Regions from separate parts of the Bombyx mori genome. Here region 2 is linked to region 1. A link is a contact called in public Hi-C data. All regions are on one chromosome and are shown on one strand. Each heading gives the region's core, a stretch centred on a gene start, on an enhancer-like site or on the middle of the called end of the contact. The rest is flanking DNA. Distances are from core to core; before and after follow the strand shown.

What was found. Hi-C and Micro-C count contacts between places; a contact is called where the count stands out from the background.
Region 2: a contact with region 1 is called in a Hi-C map of whole pupa, with 4 times the contacts expected there. The contact joins the promoter of LOC101738820 here to the enhancer-like site in region 1. A contact is called at or near these places in 4 of 7 Hi-C or Micro-C datasets (posterior silk gland and whole pupa).

What each region holds. Positions count from the first base shown.
Region 1 is chr1:4,735,680-4,741,486 of ASM3026992v2, reverse strand. All of the region lies in intron 4 of LOC101738820 (calcium-binding mitochondrial carrier protein SCaMC-2), which reads left to right. Among protein-coding and RNA genes, the nearest start is that of LOC732866, 21 kb to the right of the region's middle. Within about 2 kb of position 3,691, at least 5 of the 8 cell types and tissues checked have open chromatin away from gene starts, as enhancers often do.
Region 2 is chr1:4,778,276-4,784,184 of ASM3026992v2, reverse strand. LOC101738820 (calcium-binding mitochondrial carrier protein SCaMC-2) reads left to right here and starts at 3,391. Exons shown (of 7, transcript XM_021352314.3): 1 at 3,391-3,909. The coding sequence starts at 3,736.

The DNA.
Region 1 (5,807 bases), core at 2,442-4,941:
GAAATTAAACTTCATACAAATGGCAAGAAAATATTTTCGTTTCTATTAATTATTTAAAATTGCAAGCATTTAGAAATTAGTCTGAATTAATTTAAAGATACAAATACTCCATTATGTCAAATATTGTTCAGTTAATTGCTTGGAAACTATTGATTTTAGAAAAATAAAAATGTACGAAGTGCTTGTATGAGTAGATCCAAAAAAAAGCAAGCACATTCATTCATGAAAGGAATGACTCCTTTCATAAAATGAACTCATTAGTTGAGTTCGGAAACATGAAACTGTCTGGAAATTTGAAAGGTTTTTTTAAACGATGAGACGACTTGTTTTAATTGAAGCAATTAAGTATGTATACTTAGTCTGGCCATAAATACTGTTACAATTAAAAATAAACAAAATATTACATTTGAATTTGGAATCTATCATTTTTATATGATTGCTCATTGAGTTTTCTCATTTTGGCGCCAATACATTGTACAATATTTTGCGATATTAAAATGGAGTGGGGTGATAAAGAGAACCGAATCACTGTGATTGCATTACACAAAGTAGGTATGGAGCCAAATGCAATTTTTTAAACTCTCCATACGCTTGGTATTAGTAAAATGTTTGTGTACCGGGCTATTAATAGGTGCAATGAGACCTCCTCTGTTTGTGACAGAAAAAGATCTGGCCGTCCACGTAGTGTTCGTACGAAAAAGGCGGTGAAAGCAGTAAGGGAAAGAATTCGAAGAAATCCTGTCCGAAAGCAAAAGATTTTATCTCGGGAGATGAAGATAGCACCTACAACCATGTCGCGTATTTTAAAAGATGACTTTGGACTTGCAGCCTATAAGACACGTACTGGTCATTTCTTAACTGATAATTTAAAAGAGAATAGGGTGGTAAAATCGAAACAACTACTGAAGCGGTACGCAAAGGGAGGTCATAGAAATTTTTTGTTTATGGATGAGATTTTTTTTACAATTGAGCAACATTTTAACAAACAAAATGACCGTATTTATGCTCAAATCTCTAAGGAAGCTTCCCAATTAGTCGACAGAGTGCAACGTGGGCACTATCCGACTTCAGTGATGGTTTGGTGGGGTATTAGCTATGAAGGAGTGACTGAGCCATACTTTTGTAAAAAAGGTATCAAAAGATCGGCACAAGTGTATCAAGATACCATTCTTGAGAAGGTAGTGAAGCCCCTTAACAACATCATGTTCCATAATCAAGAATGGTCCTTCCAGCAAAACTCGGCGCCAGGTCATAAAGCTCGGTCTACGCAGTCTTAGTTGGAAACGAACGTTTCGGACTTCATTCAGAGCTAAAGACTGGCCGTCGTCTAGTCCCGATCTTAATACGCTGGATTATGATTTATGGTCAGTTTTAGAGAGTACGGCTTGCTCTAAACGCCATGATAATTTGGAGTCCCTAAAACAATCCGTACGATTGGCATTAAATTTTTTTCGGAAAGAGTGCGTGCTTCTATTGATAACTGGCCTCAACGTTTAAAGGACTGTATTGGAGCCAATGGAGACCACTTCGAATAAGCTTTTTATACTTTAAATTGTTTTATATTTATGTATTAAACTAACACACTGTAAAAGTAATAAATGTTATTTGCAATAGTTTTTCCTTTGTCTCAGTATTTATGGCAAGACTAGGTAGTAATAACAAATATTGTTAATAAGAAACAATAAAAAAAAGATCAGATTGAATATTAAATTTAAGCTATATTCTACATCAGCGAAAATTAAATATTTAATTTCCAAATAACGCAACGAAATGTAGTCCAATGCTTATAGTTGACTTTGCACTTGGTGACAATGGCAGTCTTTTTGACGAAGAAAATTTTGCATCAATCGACATCTTTCAATGAATCTATAAATTCCAAATACACGTATGTTGGGTGTGCCGGCTAAAATGTTTTTGCAAAACGTATAATTTGCAAGATTTGACAAACATAAAGTTCTTTTTTTGCACTTTCATATGCTAAAATTTAAATATAAATTTAACATCCATACAAATATTTATAAAAACTGCTGAAATAATAAAATTGATATTATTAAATGTAATAGAAGTAACATGCCGCCCTATGCGAATTTACAAAATCGCACGCACAATACGTCCACTGCTGTCGAAATATCGAGGCTAAGCAAACATTAGCAAGTGCATCACTGATATACATTTTAACATCTTATCAGAACAAGAAAGATAGGCAGTCTGATATCGTAATTTTATTGGCTTATTTTAAGTGTCTACAAAGATCAATTTGTTCATTTTGAACCTTTAGTAGGTATACTTTTATTTTATTTTATTTTTATTGCTTAGATAGGTGGACGAGCTCACAGCCCACCTGGTGTTAAGTGGTTACTGGAGCCCATAAACATCTACGACGTAAATGCGCCACCCACCTTGAGATATCAATTCTATGGTCTCAGTATAGTTACAACGGCTGCCCCGCCCTTCAAACCGAAACGCATTACTGCTTCACGGCAGAAATAGGCAGGGCGGTGGTACCTACCCGCGCGGATTCACCAGAGATCCTACCACCAGTAAATCATACTTGCAATTAAATGTGTAACAACGACACCTTTTACCGGATTTCATCTTTGCTCGATTAATATTCCAAACTTTCAAAATAGGCAGATATTACATGCGTACCAAAGTTGACAATTACTTTTAATCTTTAATCTTCCTCTTTTACAATAACCATTGCCCATTACCATGTTTCTACAACGTATAACGTCATTGCTATCAGCTGTGACGTATTCAGCACTACATATTCAGGTCGATAAACGTTGACGGCTTAAAACGCCACTTTATTATAACTCTTATCGTCCTAACTAACCAGTAATAATATTCGTTATCATCCCAAAAAGTATTTCATTTAATAAACTTATACTGCTCCCAAAATGTCTGATGACGTTAAATTTTTGTAATTGAATTTGGGTCTTGCAGTGAAACGTCATTTATTATAATGAATGATCATGAATGAAACATCATTTATTATAATGAATGATGTTATAAAAAAATTAATTAGAATTAACATAAAATGAGGAAATTTAAAAAAAAATATACGGCAATAAAGGGAAATTTGCGTGAATCATCATAAAATATAATATAATAGCGTCATAGATTAAAATTTGAATTAATTATAATTTACTGGGAAGGAATAAAGGTAACAAACAACAACACTTGTTATCGAAAAATGTTTCGTCAATATTCTGTGAAATGATAAAAAATCGTTGTAAAATAAATGCGAAACGAAATGTGTGTTACATACATTATAGAATGAAGTATGTAGTCTTTCAAATAAAATAAATAAACTTAAATACATATTATGTTGATTATATGAATTTCTAATTTATTATTGCTGTTATTTTGTCTCATTCTCTTTTTTTTCCTTCCTATGCTGATAGTTTTGTGTGGCTATATCAGCGTTACCCTGGCATGTAGGTGAGCTCTCGGGGCTCAAACCGGAGGTGTTGCTAACACTGGTCCCAGCAAGAGCAGTGCTTCGCAGAATCTACCACCGGATCGGAAACGCGACCCACTGAGAAGATCCGGCGAGAAACTCAGTGGGCTGATTCTGTTTAAGGGACGTAAAAAAAATTAAATAAATAAAAATAAAGACTTCAGTACAATACTTCATTCAAATCGTAGCCAACGCAGCAGACGTATGACGCGGCGTGCTCGCGTGTTGCGTCATCATCGTGACATTCCAACCTCTATATGTGTTACCGGTACAGAGCGTGCCGGAATATATCCTCGGCTAAAATTAACTATGTAAAATCTTTATTGTTTTTGATTAAATAAAACGTGACTTATGCAATTTTGTTGGAAAATTTGTGACAAGAACGACGTTTTATAGGACTTGACTGAAAGTTTTAAGTAATGCTCGTAGAATAAATATAAAAGTTTCTCAATTCAAATATTTAGTACTTAGAAAAATCGATTTCAAGATAATTTCTATGGTTTTGAAATGAAAGAATGCTTGTATACTCGTGTTCTTTCTTTTGTTGCGTCAAGTAGTGATTTTAAAACAGCTATGAAAATAATAATAACATATATTTTTAATGTTGTAATGACTATCTCAAGGCTACCGTCGCGAATTTGCATTCAAGATTTTTAATAAATTCTTTAATGTTGTGAATCGAAGAGTATTTTCCTATATTCTTTGCAACACTTAAAATGTTTTAGAAAATAGGTACATGTTGTTTTGTAAATTTTAATGCTACAAGTCACAAGACGACAAGTGAGGAAAAATAAAACAACTATATAGATATGTAATTAAGATTTCAGACGAAAAGATAAAAACACACGTCGGAAAAATACGTTAAAACGCGAAAACCACGACGCAATTAGCATCGTGATAAGCGAAATAAAAAAAGAGAGACGATTTTATTCATAAATTGAATTTGTTAAAAACTTAACCTACATTAAATACGTTCTTAACAAAAATGATAATATTATTATAATAACTTATGGTCCAATATTCAATAACATAAAGGAATCGGCAACAGTGAGCTGCGGCTGGGTTGTGCCCCTGAGGTCAATGGGGTATTATTGGGATCCATGAGTGGTAACAACTTACCAGGTGGGCAGTTGACATTGCTGCCCATTATGGAATCATTATGGAAGACCGGGCTCAGTGGTGTAGATTGGGAGAGGCCTATATCCAGCAGTGGACGACTGTGGGCTGTTGATGATGATGATGATGATGGAATCAAGAATCTAATCAATATCAATACTGAGACCTTAGAACTTATATCTCAAAGTGGGTGGCGCATTTACATTGTAGATGTCTATGGGCTCCAGTAACCAGTTAACACGCCAGGTGGGCTGTGAGCTCGTCCACCCATCTAAGCAATAAATAAAAACTAGAAAGTAAACTTATAAGTTTCCAAACTAAATGGAAATCGAAAAAACTCAGAACGATTATTACCATCTGCTTGAATTAAATTATACATTATGAAACTTTAAACATTGTTTAATAAGTGTATTATATAATAATTAACGCGTAATAATGATATAATTATTACGGCAGTAGTATTTGTAGTAAGTACATGTTCACATAATCCCAAAATAAAAGCTTAAGTTTTATTTTCAGACGTTGTTTTAAATTTTCACAAACAAACTTCGTAACGGACAAGTTCACGGATGTTTAATTTATAAACATATTGTTTTAGATTCGCATTTTTTTCTCGGCTCAACATTAAAAACGATTACATTGATGAAGCGTTGAGCTCACGTGGTATTACTATTAATAGCATCGTTCTGAAGCAGAATGTTCGTGAAATACGAAATTTTCTCTATACTCAATGTTAAACTGGTGAAACACGAACAGGCTTAGGTATAATAATATGCGATTCAATGAAATACTGATAGAAAGTAGATAAATTAAAAGTTTTATTTGACGTAGACGATATTAATTATTCCTCGTCCATACAAAGTCAGTTGATTTATAGGTAACGTTTGCATATTCATAAAAATATTACTGATATAACAGACAACCCTGCGATTTGTATGTTATCTATATATAAAAAAATGAATTGCTGTTCGTTAGTCTCGCTAAAACTCGAGAACGGCTGGACCGATTTGGCTAATTTTGGTCTTGAATTATTTGTGGAAGTCCAGAGAAGGTTTAAAAGGTAGATAGATAAATATGAAAATGCTCGGAATTAAATAAAAATAACAATTTTGTTTTTCCTTTGATGTGTCCCCCCGTCGTACGGATTCCTTTTGTTTGTTTTAAGTTTATTTTTTACAAAAGTTTAGGTCTTTTATTTATCTATTGAGGCACTACCAAGTCTGCCGGG
Region 2 (5,909 bases), core at 2,142-4,641, 43 kb before region 1:
GTAATTTTTTTACACCTTGGGTTACATTATTAAAGTTTTAGTAAGGATCCCTAATTTTTTTCAAAAAATATATTGGCCTATGTCACTCGGGAATAGTGTAGCTTCCAAACAGTGAATTTTTCAAATTGGTTCAGTAGTTTCGGAGCCTATTCAATACAAACAAACAAACAAATCTTTCCTCTTTATAATATTAGTATAGATAACATTACGTAAATGTTTTTAAGGGTTGCCCGCTACTGATTTAGAGCATCAGATTATCAGATTCAGGTGTGTCACTCAAATCTTGCTCATTGGGATGCAAACAAAAATTAATTATGTTTGCGATATAAGCAAACTCAAATGCGAGGTGAAATTCAGCGTCTCACTACGTGGTCTACCGTAAATACCCAGGTACGACAGAAAATAAAAATGAATAAACTGCAATCGAGAGTAACGCATCCATTTAAATGACTGCTTTATTTGCCGGGAGTGTCGTCGCGTCCCCATGTCACAATGTCATTGACAAACAACAGACTCCTGCTCGTCTGCCGTGACATGTGTGCGTCGCGGACGTATTGTGTCCAAATCCCCGATTAATCTCTAACTTTATGAGCCTTTGTTCACTCCCTTTCAAAGACTTTTCAATGGTCCCGAATTGACAATGTAATTTCGGTTGTACAGAAATGCACTCTGCGCCGATAATGATAGATATCGTTTTCTTAAATTGAAATCTAAAAAAAGGAGTGTACGGAATTTCGACCTTACTACAGAGCGCGAAAGTCTTTTTTCAATCCATTCATAAATAAAACTCCGTACAGTTCTGTCCGTATTAACTTCTAGAGTTTATAGTCTTTCGGTCGCGTCAATTTGTGTATTGTCATTTTGACATAATAGCCATGCCATTTCAACCATAATCCCCATGGGCTTATTGGTTGAAATCTGAGGACAGTTACCATGAGCTTTTATTGCTGTCCTTGTCGCGAACCAGATCTATATAAAGAGAGAAAGGGATGGAAATTTGAATTGTGACGATTTGAAAAACCTACTTAGCAAAATATGGCTCGGTTATTGAGTGAATTTAATGAAGTACAATAGAGCGAGTCTATTATGCGTATGTCATCGTGATGCTGACTGTACGTGATTGTATTTCCAAATGTGACTTTTTTGTCACAGGATTAATGCGCCCCAAAATATCTTGTAAATAACTTTATGAGTCATTTTTTTTCGTTTGAATTTCTCTTGCTCCGTTTTTCCATTCGAATTATGATTATCTGAGTTAGCTAAGATATGTTACGTGTGGATACTAATTGTGATAAGGTCTTTTAAAATAATTAACGTAACACCATTTGTTTTTTTCTCATGTGATTTTTCGACGGCAGAAACAGCATTGATAATGGTATAATATTCTACTCAATCGTTTTCTTAACACGCCATACCACTCAAACACTAGGGAGCATTTCAGCAAGCGAAATTAATAGAATTTCGGTCGGACAATTGGAGTATAGTATTAGTATAGTATTAGTATAGTATTAGTATAGTATTAGTATAGTATTAGTATAGTAATAGTATAGTATTAGTATAGTATTAGTATAGTATTAGTATAGTATTAGTATAATATTAGTATAGTATTAGTATAGCATTAGTATAGTATTAGTATAGTATTAGTCTAGTATTAGTCTAGTATTAGTCTAGTATTAGTCTAGTATTAGTATAGTATTAGCATCTAGGTGAGGAGGTCCTACGATAACGAACGAATCTGAAACTGAATTTCTTTATTAGTAAAAAAAAATGATTTAAAAAAATATATTCATGCTACTTTGGGAGATACGTAAGTCCCCAAAATGTAGTAATAAAACAGTTCAGTGCGCTAATTTAGATTGTAACTCATAGCATAGCTGTGGTTTTTTTCCCCTACCTATTAGCTGGAAGCCTAAGGAGGGGGCTATTCTAGCTACGCCCGGACTAATCGAACTCCTGTAGAAAGATTGAATTATGAAATATTTTTTTTTTTTTATGATTGAAGGATTACTGGTGGCCCGGAGGCCTTTTCAGTTTCACCAGGACAGGTGGGCGAGCAAAGGCTCAGCCAGGAGGGGTGGGATTTGCTAACAGCTACCCGAGCGCCTCCGAAGGAGACTTAACAGCTCAAGAGTAGCTGCTTCGCGAATGAATCTACTACCGGATCGGAATCGCGACCCGCTGAGAAGATCCGGCGAGAAACTCAGCGAGCTGATTCATAGGTTAGGTTATGAAATATTATTTTGGAAGGGATGAATTACAGGTAGAGAGGGTGGGGCTTAGTAACAGCTGCCCCAACGTCTCCTAAGAAGACCGTAAGGACGGTAAGTAGGACGGTAGAAACTCAGCGCGCTAATTTATGGGTTAGGTTTCACGACGATCTCTTCGATGAGTACCGTACTCGCGGTAACCGCTACAAGGGTTCCTATGTTAGCTCCTAATGATAGAGTGTAGGGATGTAATAATTGTGTTAGTGGGTCGGGTGGTTCCGTAAGAGCGTATAGGAGAAGGTAGGGCGTCGAGGGTAATTGGCTCCTAAATGAGCCTGATTCGGATAGTAGTCAATGGCGGCCACGATAAATCAGTTTTCATGACATATCGCCTTAGTGTAGGTATATTTTCAACGCTTAGATACTTTAGGTGTTTTTTGGCGGTTTGGAGGCACAGATCGTCGTACAAATATACGTTTCTCGCGAACCACGGAGCTCGGACTTCATTCAACGTCTCTCAATATTCGACATCTTCCAACAATCGAGTTAAACTCAAAACCGCGATGATGGAAATGCAAGCGGTCTTCACAATTTAATGCCACAGTTCGAAAATTTGTGTAGCAGCGACATCTATAAATATATTTAAAAACTATGTTCAGTTCTACATAGCTTTTCGACTTCAAATTCTTAAATTTCAATATTGAATGGTAAACTAACGCCACCTACAATCACTTAACAGAATTAACAGTTTAAAAATAACTGGATGGAACATTATTTGAAGTTTTATGATCTCTTAAAATTTCAAAAAAAAAGTTCGTTAAAAATAAAAATGATTTGGTTAATATTCCAATATATTTAAAAACTATAAAGCTAATTTTGTCTCTTATTCTTAACTTTATTAAATATAACATACACTAAATATGAAATAAGGTAACTACTCAAAAAACTTTTGTAGAAATTACTAAAATTTTAAACCACACAGGCAGCTTTAGTTGGCTACTAATACATTTATCTGTGGCCTAATTTTTCTATTGAAAATAATAGGGCTGAGAATTACGTAATTTTAAATCAATAAGTAAATGCCTTGTCACGGTTTTTTCAGCTTCGTACAGATGGCGCTAACAGTCGTTGCTGGCAAGAACCATAAAACGCACACATTCACACAAATGAACAATTTTAGTCAGTGTAATATAAGCTCACGATCCTTGCGTTACAGTATACATTACAGAAATTTTAAATATTTCGCTTAGCATATTGGGGAAATTTCTGCCTGGTGATGTCATAATTTAGTGTATGACACAATTACCACACAACGCTCGTTCGCCGTGGTTTGCGCGTATCTCTGTGTGCGGCAGTGCGGCAGCGAGTAGCTGTCAAAGACTACTCAGCGCGAATCGAGTGCGAATTTCTAAAATGTTTCTGACCACGTATTTAAGTTAGACTAAAGTTATGTATGCCCACACGAATACTCATGCAATAATATTGTTGTGTTCATTAAAAAAACGTACTTACGCCGATAATAGAGATCATGGTACAGTGTCATCCGCCGTTGGAAATAGAAGAATTACCAAAAGAAGACGAAGAAAGGCTTGAGAAACTTTTTTCTAAATTAGACCATGATGGAAACGGGAAGATTGATATACATGATCTGTCTGTCGCCCTCAAGGAGCTGGCCCCCCACATCAATCGCAGCTATGCAGAGGTTAGAATGGTCATTTCCTTAGCTTGAACTAACGGTATCTTCTACCGATGAATTGTTCGTCAAGTCGATGACACGACACGTGTTCCTTCAAGCATCGCCAATTATAAATTTAATTTTAATCACTAAGGTGCCTATTACCTGGCTTACCTACTGACATTGAATTCTATCTTCATATACTTTTTTTTAAATTACGACTAAGAAATAATCACCAACTAACATGATCTTTATCAAAACTATCAAAGATATTTTACAGAATACACCGTCGCAATTTCTTGCAAAATTATATTAACACCAGTTAGGTACTTATAAAAAATGTACTATTTGACTTTTTTGAAAATGTAACTTACTCTTTGTATATTCAAAACTACAATACACCACAGATAAATCATTGATATGTCAAGATTTAACTCTTATGGATAGGAATATATTATCTCTATTATATTTACCTTGTCACGGTATTATGTAAAGTAGTTGCATTATCTGTTTAATCTACTTGTATGTTTTCTGAAGGGTTAGACGATCAAGAATAAACTAGTCTTACGACCTTGACAATAGTATGACGGCAATAATATAAATATATAAATTTACAAATTCCCTAAAACAAAAACTAAGAATAAAATTCAATTAGAGTTAAAGTTTTATATTGCAAAACTGATATCAATTCTTATTTATGATAGTAACATGGTCCTGAAGAGTACAAAATTTATTCAAGAATCTTCATGCTAACCTGTAGCAGTCGAACACGCATCCACCCTAAAATTTGATTTATACAGGATGAATGAATATGTATGCTCAAATTCAAAGCTATAGAAATTGTTCAATTATTGCTATTATATCAAACTCGGGATATGCCTTGCACGGTGAAGAAAATGGGATGAATGAATATGTATGACCAAATTAAATGCTATAGAAATTGTTCAATTATTGCTATTATATCAGACTCTATATATGCCTTGCACGATGAAGAAACTGTAATATTCAAATGTTGATTTAATTTTAATAACAAACGAACAACACACGTTACATATTATGTTGTTACATATTGTCATAATTTATAGTTACGCATCCAATTGAGAGTTTCCTGAATGCAGTTGTACAATGTTCAAGGTTATTTCTGTGTATGTTTGAATAAGTGGTTAGATAAGGGCATGATCCACCTAATGTTGAGAAGCTACAAGGCACCTAGTAACTATGCGAAGGCCGCTATGTACTTGAACAGTAACTAAAATAGAAAAGGGCGAGATTTTTCGTAAATATTACATCATATCCCTACATTGCAATAAGAGCAAGGCTAAAAATGAACATAGATAAGTAACTTCACATTACTAGTACATAATATTGCTTTAAGTGCTTAGTAAAAAGAAAACGAAACCATTAGAAATAGAGTAGAAATTTACGATTAAAAGTGATATGTTGCTGGTCAGATGAGTGTATTCATATAAATGATGCGATTTTATAATTTTTTCTGAGTATCACATGTTCATGAACGAATTTTATTTTTGCCTACTTATTCCCTGGTAGCCTGCTCACGGGCCCAACCTGAGAGAATTCGCTAACACTAGCCCTAGCAAGAGCAATGCTTCGCAGAATCTACCACCGGATCGGAATTGCGACCTACTGAAAAGATCCGGCGAGAAACTCAGTGGGCTGTATCTATGGGTTACTTCACTCGTCGAACTCTTCGTCGCAGTCGACGAGTTCGACAAAGACGGTAACTGGAGCTTAAGAGGCCTAAAAGCACCGAGAGTGCCACTTGCAATGCGCCACTTCCGGAACTATTGTTCTAAATCTGTGGCCGCGATCTGGGCACGAACGATTTCAAGGAACCACGTGCAACAAAAAACCCCCACAAATTCGTTGACCTTGCGTAAATATTCGTGAGAGGGCGTATTGTGAGCACGCACTGGCGTTCCTGTTTGAAGCTTGGGATACAGCCGTACCCAATAAAATCGTGATTTCGACCTCAAGTCTCAAGACCGATGGCAGCATTGATATTGGTT